3 separate regions of the Rattus norvegicus genome follow, and regions 1 and 2 are each linked to region 3. A link is a contact called in public Hi-C data. All regions are on one chromosome and are shown on one strand. Each heading gives the region's core, a stretch centred on a gene start, on an enhancer-like site or on the middle of the called end of the contact. The rest is flanking DNA. Distances are from core to core; before and after follow the strand shown. Region 1 overlaps Trerf1 (transcriptional regulating factor 1). Region 2 holds the start of Mrps10 (mitochondrial ribosomal protein S10). Region 3 has its middle 35 kb from the start of Ubr2.

Evidence for each region. Hi-C and Micro-C count contacts between places; a contact is called where the count stands out from the background.
Region 1: a contact with region 3 is called in a Hi-C map of the A7r5 cell line, with 3 times the contacts expected there. The contact joins two enhancer-like sites. A contact is called at or near these places in 6 of 12 Hi-C or Micro-C datasets (the A7r5 cell line, the Rat2 cell line, Schwann cells and 3 more).
Region 2: a contact with region 3 is called in a Hi-C map of liver, with 4 times the contacts expected there. The contact joins the promoter of Mrps10 here to the enhancer-like site in region 3. A contact is called at or near these places in 9 of 12 Hi-C or Micro-C datasets (the A7r5 cell line, the Rat2 cell line, Schwann cells and 5 more).

What each region holds. Positions count from the first base shown.
Region 1 is chr9:21,141,791-21,145,084 of GRCr8, reverse strand. The region is part of intron 10 of Trerf1 (transcriptional regulating factor 1); the gene reads left to right. Among named protein-coding and RNA genes, the nearest start is that of Mrps10, 21 kb to the right of the region's middle. Within about 2 kb of position 1,549, at least 2 of the 93 cell types and tissues checked have an H3K27ac peak or open chromatin away from gene starts, as enhancers often do. A contact at or near this core is called in the A7r5 cell line, where this site is marked.
Region 2 is chr9:21,120,799-21,123,972 of GRCr8, reverse strand. Mrps10 (mitochondrial ribosomal protein S10) reads left to right here and starts at 1,520. Exons shown (of 7, transcript NM_001389252.2): 1 at 1,520-1,600. The coding sequence starts at 1,553.
Region 3 is chr9:21,443,305-21,446,393 of GRCr8, reverse strand. No RefSeq gene overlaps it. Among named protein-coding and RNA genes, the nearest start is that of Ubr2, 35 kb to the left of the region's middle. Within about 2 kb of position 1,588, at least 37 of the 93 cell types and tissues checked have an H3K27ac peak or open chromatin away from gene starts, as enhancers often do. A contact at or near this core is called in the A7r5 cell line, Schwann cells and liver, where this site is marked.

The sequences.
Region 1 (3,294 bases), core at 300-2,799, 300 kb after region 3:
CCTGTCCAGATGACTTTATGGTTTCTTTTAAGAAGAAATCTGTACAGAGTTCAGGGAGAATTCAAGTCCTGTGTGGGGCAGGGGAGGAGGAGAGGTGCCCAGTGAGTACCACACATTTAATACCTTGTCCCAACCCCGACACTTGGATGTATAACTTTGGCAGATTTGGGTTGGATATCTGTATTCCGATTTCCCCGTCTGTTACAGCATGGGTATAAAAGGCTGTCCTCTGCAAGGAACTTGTGGTATGGACGGTTGAGGTTCAGGCACTCTGTTCAGTTTCGTTCCTTGGGCTGGAGAGATGGCTCAGTGGTCGAGAGCAATCGCTGATCTTCCAGAGGGGCTGGGTTTTATTCCCAGAACCCACCAAGGGCTGTTCACAATTGCCTGCAACTCCAGCTACAGGGGATCTAATACCCTCTTCTGGCTTCTGCAGGCAGGGCATGCAGGTAGCATACACTAACACACACTCACACACACATTCACGCTCACACACACACTCATGCTCTCACACACTCACACTAATACACATGCACACTCACACACACATACACACTCACACACATACACACTCACACTCACACACACTTTCACACACACTCACAGTCATACACATACACACACTTACACACATACACACACTCATACTCACACACGCATATGTGTGTGTGTATCTCTTCCTCCTGCCTTGTGTTTGCCCAGTTCTGAAGCTGTTGTAAATGTTTCCATCTGCAGTGCATCATAAAATGGCCAACATGTAGCTACAGAGTGTTGCGTGTTGGGGTTTGACCCCCTATCTTTGTATCTCTGAGTCACTTCACCTGGTGATAAATGTTAGGGACTTTGCACAGATTGCCAATTGAAATAAAAGCCCATCTGACGTCCCGAGATGTGCATAGTCACCACATATTTGTGGCTACAAATATGAAATATGTCTTCAGAGTTCTTAAGCCAACAGAGATGGCACTGTGAGAAAATTGTGATTATAGTAAGTACCATGGAACGAGTGCCACTGTTATAAACTTTTATTGTGTAGCACGTCTTACAAATGCCAACGTGGAGGCCATGTCCGCCTAATAGTTAAGACTACAGAGTCCCTGTTCTTTTAAAGGGGACATGCACTGTTTTGCCTGAGACTGGATTTGAAAGGGGATGGGTAACAGGAAGAAGGTCACCTATCTAAAAACCAACCTGTGAGTTCTGTATTAGCAAGGGGCCTTTTTCTAGAAACTACTCCATAATAGGTGTCCAGCCTGTGCAGTTCGCACTGACTATGTAATCATTACTAACTGATCTTAATTAGCTGGCCGGCAGCTGGCCATGTCTCAGCTTGCTAACACCGACTCTTGACTCTGCATCTACACGGACACGATGCCTGTGGATCGCATCACTTTACCTGTGAACAGCACTGAAGAGGGGAAAGTGTTCACTGCCTTGTGTTGGCTGGTAACGTCTCTGTAATTGCCCCACAACTGACCCCTAAATCAAAGCTGGAGAATGGCCGCTATGGTAGAGCTGTAATCCCGGCTCTCAAAGACAGAGACACAGGATTGCCATGAGTCATTGTCCAGCTTGGATGCAGAGTGAGTTTTGGGCCAGTCTGGACCATGGTGTGAAGCTTCGTCTTAAGGGATGGGGGCAGGAGAGGCTATAGACACAGCTCAGTGGTTCAGAGCCCTTGCTGCTCTTCCAGAGGGACCTGGGTTTGATCCCCAGCACCTATATTGGGTGGCTCTCAACAGCCTGTAACTCCAGCTCCAGGGGATCTGACGCTTCTGACTCCTGACGGCACTTACTTGCCCAGACACATATACAAAGACATCCACGTAATCTAAAAATGAATATAAAAAAGCCAGGAGTGGGGCTGGAGAGATGGCTCGGCTGTTAAGAGCACTGACTGCTCTTAACTCTTCTTGGAAGTTACTACTTCTGGATTTTATGAATCAAAGACTCACCTAGACCTGGGCAGCTCGGGACAAGCAAACTGGAACTTGACTGCTATAAGCAGTACAAACAGGAAGGGCCCCAGCAGAGGCAACCGGCCTGTCAGGGAAAGACAGCTTGCCATACTTCTGTTTCCTCACTTGTAAAATGGGATGAGTATTTACAATTTGCATGCTTCTTGTGAATGGTAAAAAAATTCTAGCAAAAATGAGAGAATTCCTGTTTCCTGGTCCTCAGCCACTTCTGGGCATGCCAGGGCCAGCCACCCTTGCTCTACCCTGGAAAGCAGAGAGGAGTCAGGTAGATACTTGAGCAGGAAAGAGAGGAGAGTTTCATAAACTCCCATGTTTAGCCAAGCCTATTGATGCGTATCTGTAATTCATCACTTAAGCTGTGGCTGGAGAGCTGGCTCAGCGGTTAAGAGCACTGGCTGCTCTTCCAGAGGTCCTGAGTTCAGATCTCAGCAACTACATGGTGACTCACAACCATCTGTAATGGGATCTGATACATTTTCCTAGTATGCATGAAGACAGAGTACTTATATACGATATCTGGATAGATGATAGATAGATAGATAGATAGATAGATAGATAGATAGATAGATAGATAGATAGTAAAAAAAAAAAAAAGGAGAAGCTAAGGCAGGAGGATTATAACTTCAAAGCCAGCCTGGGCTACATCATGAGATCTTGTCTGGGAAGCAAACAGAGATAGCAGGAACCCAGGCTAGGTGTGGTGAAGCTCTGCTTCTATGTCCAGCACTGGAGAGGTGAGAGCGGGAGCTCGGGAGTCAAGGGCAGCTTTGGCTACAAAGCAAGTTCAAAGCCAGGCTGAGCTAGACGGAACAAACAAACTTGGAAAGCACTTACTGTTCTTCCTGAAGACCAGGTTCGGTACCCATCACCCACATTAAGCAGCTCATAACGATCTGTAACTCCAGCTCCAGGGAATCCGATGCCCTCTGGCCTCCTTGGACACTAGCTGGAACACTGACTGGAACATGTACACGTAAACTCACACAGACGCCACACCACACCAATAAATAAAAATAAGCTCATTTTAAAGTCAAGTTAATCCCTGAATTCTTTCCCTGCTCAACAGCTTGCTACTTGAAGTCTTATTTTATGCTTATGAGTGTTTTACCTGCATGGATGTCTGTGCGTCACACTCGTGCCCATGGAATTCAGATCTCTTGGAACTCGAGCGGTTTTGAGCCACCATGTGGGTGCCGAGAACTGATCCTGGGACCTCTGCAAGGACAGCAAACACTCGTAACTGCTGAGCCATCTCTCTAGACTCCACCCCCACCTAAAGATGCATTATTTTGTACATATGTGTTGTTGGACTGAG
Region 2 (3,174 bases), core at 271-2,770, 320 kb after region 3:
GGGATGGGTTTTTATAGTGTATTGGGAGCAGAAGCAGGCTTACAGAAGCAGATGCATGGTTACAGGGATGTGATTGGTGGAGTAAATGAGGCATACGTGTATGTTACCTATTTTGGCTATAATCATAACAGTGAGTTAGCAAAAAGTACATGGTAGTCAGGGCTTCCGGGGGGTCAGGGACTTTTTCTTTTTCCTGTCAGGTGGCCCATGGAGCAGTGCCCATAATTTAGTCTGGTTTCTGCATTTTGTTTTCTTTTCTGGTCTGTTTCGTCTAAATGATGGGTCAGCTTGTCCCACATATCTAAAAACTTACTTTTTATTTCTATAGTTGAGGGCCTTGGGCTTGTACAATTCCCTTTCTGGGAGGGGGTCTTTCAGAGATACTGTATCAGCTGGGTTTGTGTGTCAAGTTGACACAAGCTGGAGTCATTGGAGAGGAAGGCGCCTCAGTGGAAGATGTGTCTCCATGAGATCCAACTGTAAGGCATGTTCTCAATTGGTGATCTATGGGGGAAGGTCCAGGCAACTGTGGGTGCTGTCATCCCTAGGCTAGTGGTCCTGGGTTCTATAAGCAGGCCGACTGAGCAAGCCATGGGAAGCAAGCCAGTAAGCAGGAGCCCTCCATTGGCATCTGCATCAGCTCCTGCTCCCAGGTTCCAGCCCTGCTTAAGTTCCTGTCCTGACTTCCTCCAATGATATACTATGATCTGGAAGTGTAACTAAATAAACCCTTTTCTCGCCAGCTTGCTTTTTGGTTATGGTGTTTTGTCACAGCAATGGAAACCCTAACTAAGGTAGATACTTTGTATCGTCCTCATTAAATTGATCCTTATCCATTTTCCCAATAACCTTTTAAGAGCCAGGATGTAGAAGAGATGCCACAAATTCAGGATGAGTTTATCATATAGCATTTAATCTCATTTAATCCTCTACTGCTTTGTCCTCCTCTCTACTTGGCAAATGGAAAAAAAAAAATGGGTTCAGAGTATGGAAGAAAGTTGATCAAGTCACCCACCTAAACAGAAACCAGAGCTCCTAAGTGTGGAGCTTCCATTACGTTAAATGCATGGGAAGGCATTTTGAAAAACACAATTTAGAAATATCCATTAACAAGCCTGGCATTCCGACGGTGTGAACAAAGTTTAACAACAAAATGGCTTCTGCAATAAGGTAAAATGTTAGAATTTGGACTCAGTAGTAACAGCAAATTCCTTTCCAAGTATGCGTTTTGTTGTGTGCGTCTCAAAGCAAACAAACAAGAAACACCCACGACAAATATAATTAGGCTATATAGCATATAGATAGAACCTGGCAGTTTATCCAGACGGCGAAAGCGACGCATCCACTCAAAAACTTAAATGAATGCGTGAATAATAAACAAGTAAATAAATAATAAAGTAGAAATTTAAATTAAAAAAACAAAATCAAGGGGCCACGTCTCTATGGTTGTTTCAGTGCCGGAACACAGGAGACACTCTCTCTTTTTCGAACTCTATGGTTCGAGGGCACGGCTGTGATCCCGGAAGCGATCGTGGGAGGTCAGGGCACCAAGATGGCGGCGCGCGCAGCGTGTGTGGCTGTCTGCCGGCGCCTGCAGCAGGTAAAGGGGTGGTCGGGAAACCCTGGCGGCCGAAGGCGCCGTCGCCGAGTCCCGCTGCTACCCTCTACCCGGCCGGCTCGGAGTGTTCCTCCATAGTTTTTATTAGGAAGGGACAAGATAAGGGCTGATTTTTTTTCCCCCGAGAGACTCAAATTGACAAGATAGGAACTAGAACTATAGAATGTCAGAGCGGGAAAGATGAGAAAAATATGTCCAGAAGCCCTCCCTTCACGTTAGAAAGGGCAGTGAGAACCTTGAGCTTAGAGAAGACAGGAATACTCGGATACTTAGGTGCTGAGCCGGAGCTGGACTCAGAAAGCTCGCGTGGAGTTACATTGAGAGGTCCTCCTCGCCTTCAGGGGTTGGAGAGATTGACTCGAAGGGCCCCAGGAATGGGTTAGATCTCCCTCAAGAGGTTCTTTGAAGAAGGAAAACTTGCCTGATGTTGCACGGCGTGAATCACAGCACTGGGGAAAGGAGGCAGGCGGACTTCTGGGTTCGAAGACAGTCAGGCTACATGTTGAGATCCTGTCGCAAAATAAATAATTAAACAACAACAAAAACTAGGCGGTCTCAAGAACTTTGGCCTCGAGACCTTTGTGGTTTTTGAAAACAAAGCTCAGAACTGGACCTCTAATAGGATTACTTGTAAAGCACGAGGAAGATTGCCCACTAGCCTGGCCTGCAAATTGAGACCCTGTCTTCAAAATAAACGATTTTTTAAAAAGGAAGGGCTGAGACTAGCTCAGTTGCTAGAGACCTCAATGCCTAAAGCTGGCTCTGGGTTGGATCCACAGCAGCACATAACCCAGAGACGGCAGCCCACACCTGTCACACCAGCCCTTGAGAGGTCAAAGCAAGAGGATCAGAAGTTCAAAATCACTCTCAGCTACATACAGAGTTCAGAACCAGAGTGGGCTCCGTAAACTTGTGTCTACAAAAACGTTTATCCTTTATACTAGAGACTGAACCCAGGGCCTTGCGCACACCAGACAAAGGTCCTGCCACTGAACCCCATTCTTAGCCTTCTGTGGAACTCCAGTCCTCTGCAAGAACTGTGAGCGGTCACTTCAGCCTCTGTATCTTCCCAGGTTAAATTAGTTAACACTTTAGAAAGACTGCTTCCCAAAGCAAAAGCAAGTTTGATGGAGAGTAATGCCTCAGTATGCAGCCTCACGGCAGAAGCGGCTTTCTTATTTGTTTTTGCACACCATCTTTTATCATATAGTACAACTCATGCAGCTTTGTAAGACTCCACTGTACACCAGCCAGAGGATGGAAGCAGAAAAGCCTTGAGTAATTCTTAGTGAGTTTTGGTTTCAGGCTTTCTGAGAGTGTCTTAAGGATTCATGGGCAGTCCCAGCCCACACTTGTATAACCACTGATCCTAAGAAAAAGACATGAGAGCTAGAGAGGTGAGATAGCTCAGTGGTTAAGAGCACTTGCTGCACAACCATGAGGTCTGGGGTTCAGGTGACAGCACCAGGCTATCAAGAGGGTCACTCATGCCCCCCTGTGACCCAGCTCCAGGGGTTCACAGGAGGTCCAGTGAAGCTTTTTGGCTTCCAGAATAG
Region 3 (3,089 bases), core at 339-2,838:
AGCAGGTGGAGAGGGGTGTGTTTGCGAAGTGGAAACCTCTCTGGAAAGTCAGTTATGTCAAGTGATGTTTTGCTGAGGCACACGGGTGAAAGGGCGTTTTGCTGTAGCAAATGCATGAACAGACACATGATGTTCAGAAGGAATATAGATATGAGCTCGCAGACGGTGGTTTGCTTCGCCCCACCTCGCTATTCTTCACTCACAACATGCGTGTATTGGTTCGCCTTATATTTTGCTGCTGAACTTCCCTTGTGCTGACTTCACGGAGAGAACCTCACCAAGGACCTTCTCAGGAGGTTCCTGTGACGGCTTCTTACTGTTCCCGCAGACTCAGGCTGCTTGGCCAGCTGCAAGGTTTCTTCTGGATTGAACTGCCCTGATTCCTGGGTGATGTCTGCCGAGTGGACTGGACCGAAGCTGCTGATTCCCGTTTGGTGCTTGCTAGCGGAGTGGACTGGAGAACAAAGAAGACTGGAATCACTCCAAAGAACTATTTCTAAACAGGTCCACTTCCCCCATTCCCTAATAACCTTTCTTTTTCACTACCTCTGGTGGGTGGTGGGCTAGAAGGGAGGGTGGACCCCTATTAAAGTAGGTTGAAAAAATGTATGCCAAAATGTCTGTATATGCTTGATGACTTGCGTTTTTTCTTGTATTCTTCAAGGTAGCTGGAGAGATCTGAGAGTTACCCTCTGGCCCCTCCACACTCCCTGTGGCCTGTGTGTACCTGCACTCACACAATCTTGAACACGCAATAAATAACTATTTAAAAAGGAAGCAGTGTGTAGGACCCAGCAGGGATGCAGGTCAGGTGACAGCAAGCTTACCTAGCAAACGTAGGGTCCCAAATTCATCCTTGGGACCATGAGTGTGGGATGATGTTGGATAATAAACATTCTAGACTCACTAAGGCACGGTTCTCCCTCCTCTCACTCCATTCCTGTCCGCCTGCCCGTCTCACCCTGCAGAACAAGTACACCTTTGTACCATGAAATTCCTAACCCGGACTTTAGGGTTCTACACCATTCATATTGCTGCTGTCAGTGGATTGAACATCAACCTTGCCCCGGAACTTGAACACAAGCAGAAGGTCCCGTATTCTCTGTAAAGCCTGAGTTCAAGTCACTGGGTCTTCTGCCTTTGATTCTGCACATTGGAAGGACACCGTTCATCCTCCTCTCAAGTGGCGCTTCAAGCAGAGACAACTGCTCTAGGACTGTGTCTGAAATGACCTTGGAGCCTTCTTCAGATGCGTTTCCTCCGTGATACTGCTAGGAGCCTGCAGGGGGCGCTCCCGTCCAGGGCTGGCCTCCTCGCAGGCAGGCCCGACTTTCGGTGGGGCTGGGCTTTCTTCTGCACGCAGTCTCTCTTTAACAATGGAGCTTGCGTTTGTTTAAAACGGTGTCGGATGGCTCAGCTGGGGGCCCAGAAGTACTCTGTGTCGCTTTGTTATTTTAGGTTTGATAAACAGCTAGGAAGTGACATTTAAAAAGACATCCTCAAGCAAAACTCCAGGAATTAAGCCCTTCCCCTCTCGAGCTATGTAGATTGGGATGCCCTTCTGGCTACCAGCCACAGTGCCACGACAGCAGCCAGGATGCCCGGTAAGATCCATGCCTGCTTTTTAGCCTTAGGGACTCGAGAACGAGAAGCCCCGTGAATTCTTCTGAGGACCAGTCTGAGAAAAACTGCAATTCGATCCCGTCTGAATTTTCTTCCAACTGAAAGAGCTTCTTTTTCAGTCAATAAAATGAAATGCAAAAATAAAGCAAAGACAGGCTCAGGCATAGCTGTTGAATTACCCCTGGTTAATATGTCACCGCTGCATGGAGTAACTTGAATGTCTGAGTCAGTCTTATCAGATGGCGGCAGAATTCCTGGAGAATTGGTATTTCATTGTGGAGGAACCAAGAAATCGCTGGCCTTGCCAACGGGAAAACGGCCTAAAACCAGGCTGTCTGACTTAGCAAATACATATGCAAACAGTTACATGTGAATTTCAGACACCAAACTCAAACATTTCGTCTGACTTGCTCTAGGCAGAGTCTCACTGTGTAGCTTTGACTGGGCTGAAACTCCCTATGCAGCCCAGGCTGGCCTGGAATTTACAGAAATCCACCTGTCCCTGCCTTCCTGGAATTAAAAGTGTGCACCACTATACCCAATCTTACTTAATTTTTAGATTCCCCAAACAAATTTGGTCTTCTTTTGAAATTCAAATTCAAAAGTACAGGTAGGGTGAGACGCCTGTACTTAGGAGGCAGGCAGAGCTCTGAGTTTGAGGCCAGCCTGGTTTGCACAGTGAGTTCCAGTCAGCTAGAATGCGCAGTGAAACTCTGTCTTGGCTCTGGGTGGGGTTGGGGTAGAGGAAGAAGTTAAAATATAAACGAATGTCCTATAGTCTATCTGGTAATACTAACTGGAAAACTAAAAAAAAAAAAAAAAATTTAGACCCGTGGTTCTCAACCTGTGGGTCATGACCCATTTGGGAGAACAAATAATCCTCTCACAGGGGTCCCATATCAGATATCCTGCATATCAGACATTTACATCACAGCTCATAACAGTAGCAAAATTACAGTCTTGATGTGGGAACAAAAACCGTGTTATGGGGCTGGAGAGATGGCTCAGTGGTTAAGAGCACTGACTGCTCTTCCAGAGGTCCTGAGTTCAAATCCCAGCAACCACATGGTGGCTCACAATCATCTATAATGAGATCCGATGCCCTCTTCTGGTGTGTCTGAAGACAGCTACAGTGTACTTATATATAATAAATAAATAAATCTTAAAAACAAAAAACAAAAAACCGTGTTATGGTTGGGGGTCACCACAACGTGAGGAACTGTATTAAAGGGTCAGCATTAGGAAGGCTGAGAGCCAATGCCTTAGAGTTTGAGCATCATCTGCAGACATCGTCACTGTGAAGGGTTTGGAGCGTGTGTTTCCATGCACCATCCACGCACATATATATATGTGTGCGTGTGTGTGTGTGTGTGTGTGTGTGTGTGTGTGTGTGTGTGTGTATGTGTGTTCTAACCCCGGCTTCCCCATTCGCTAGATAAGTGACTTTGGGAGAGTAACCTCCCCTC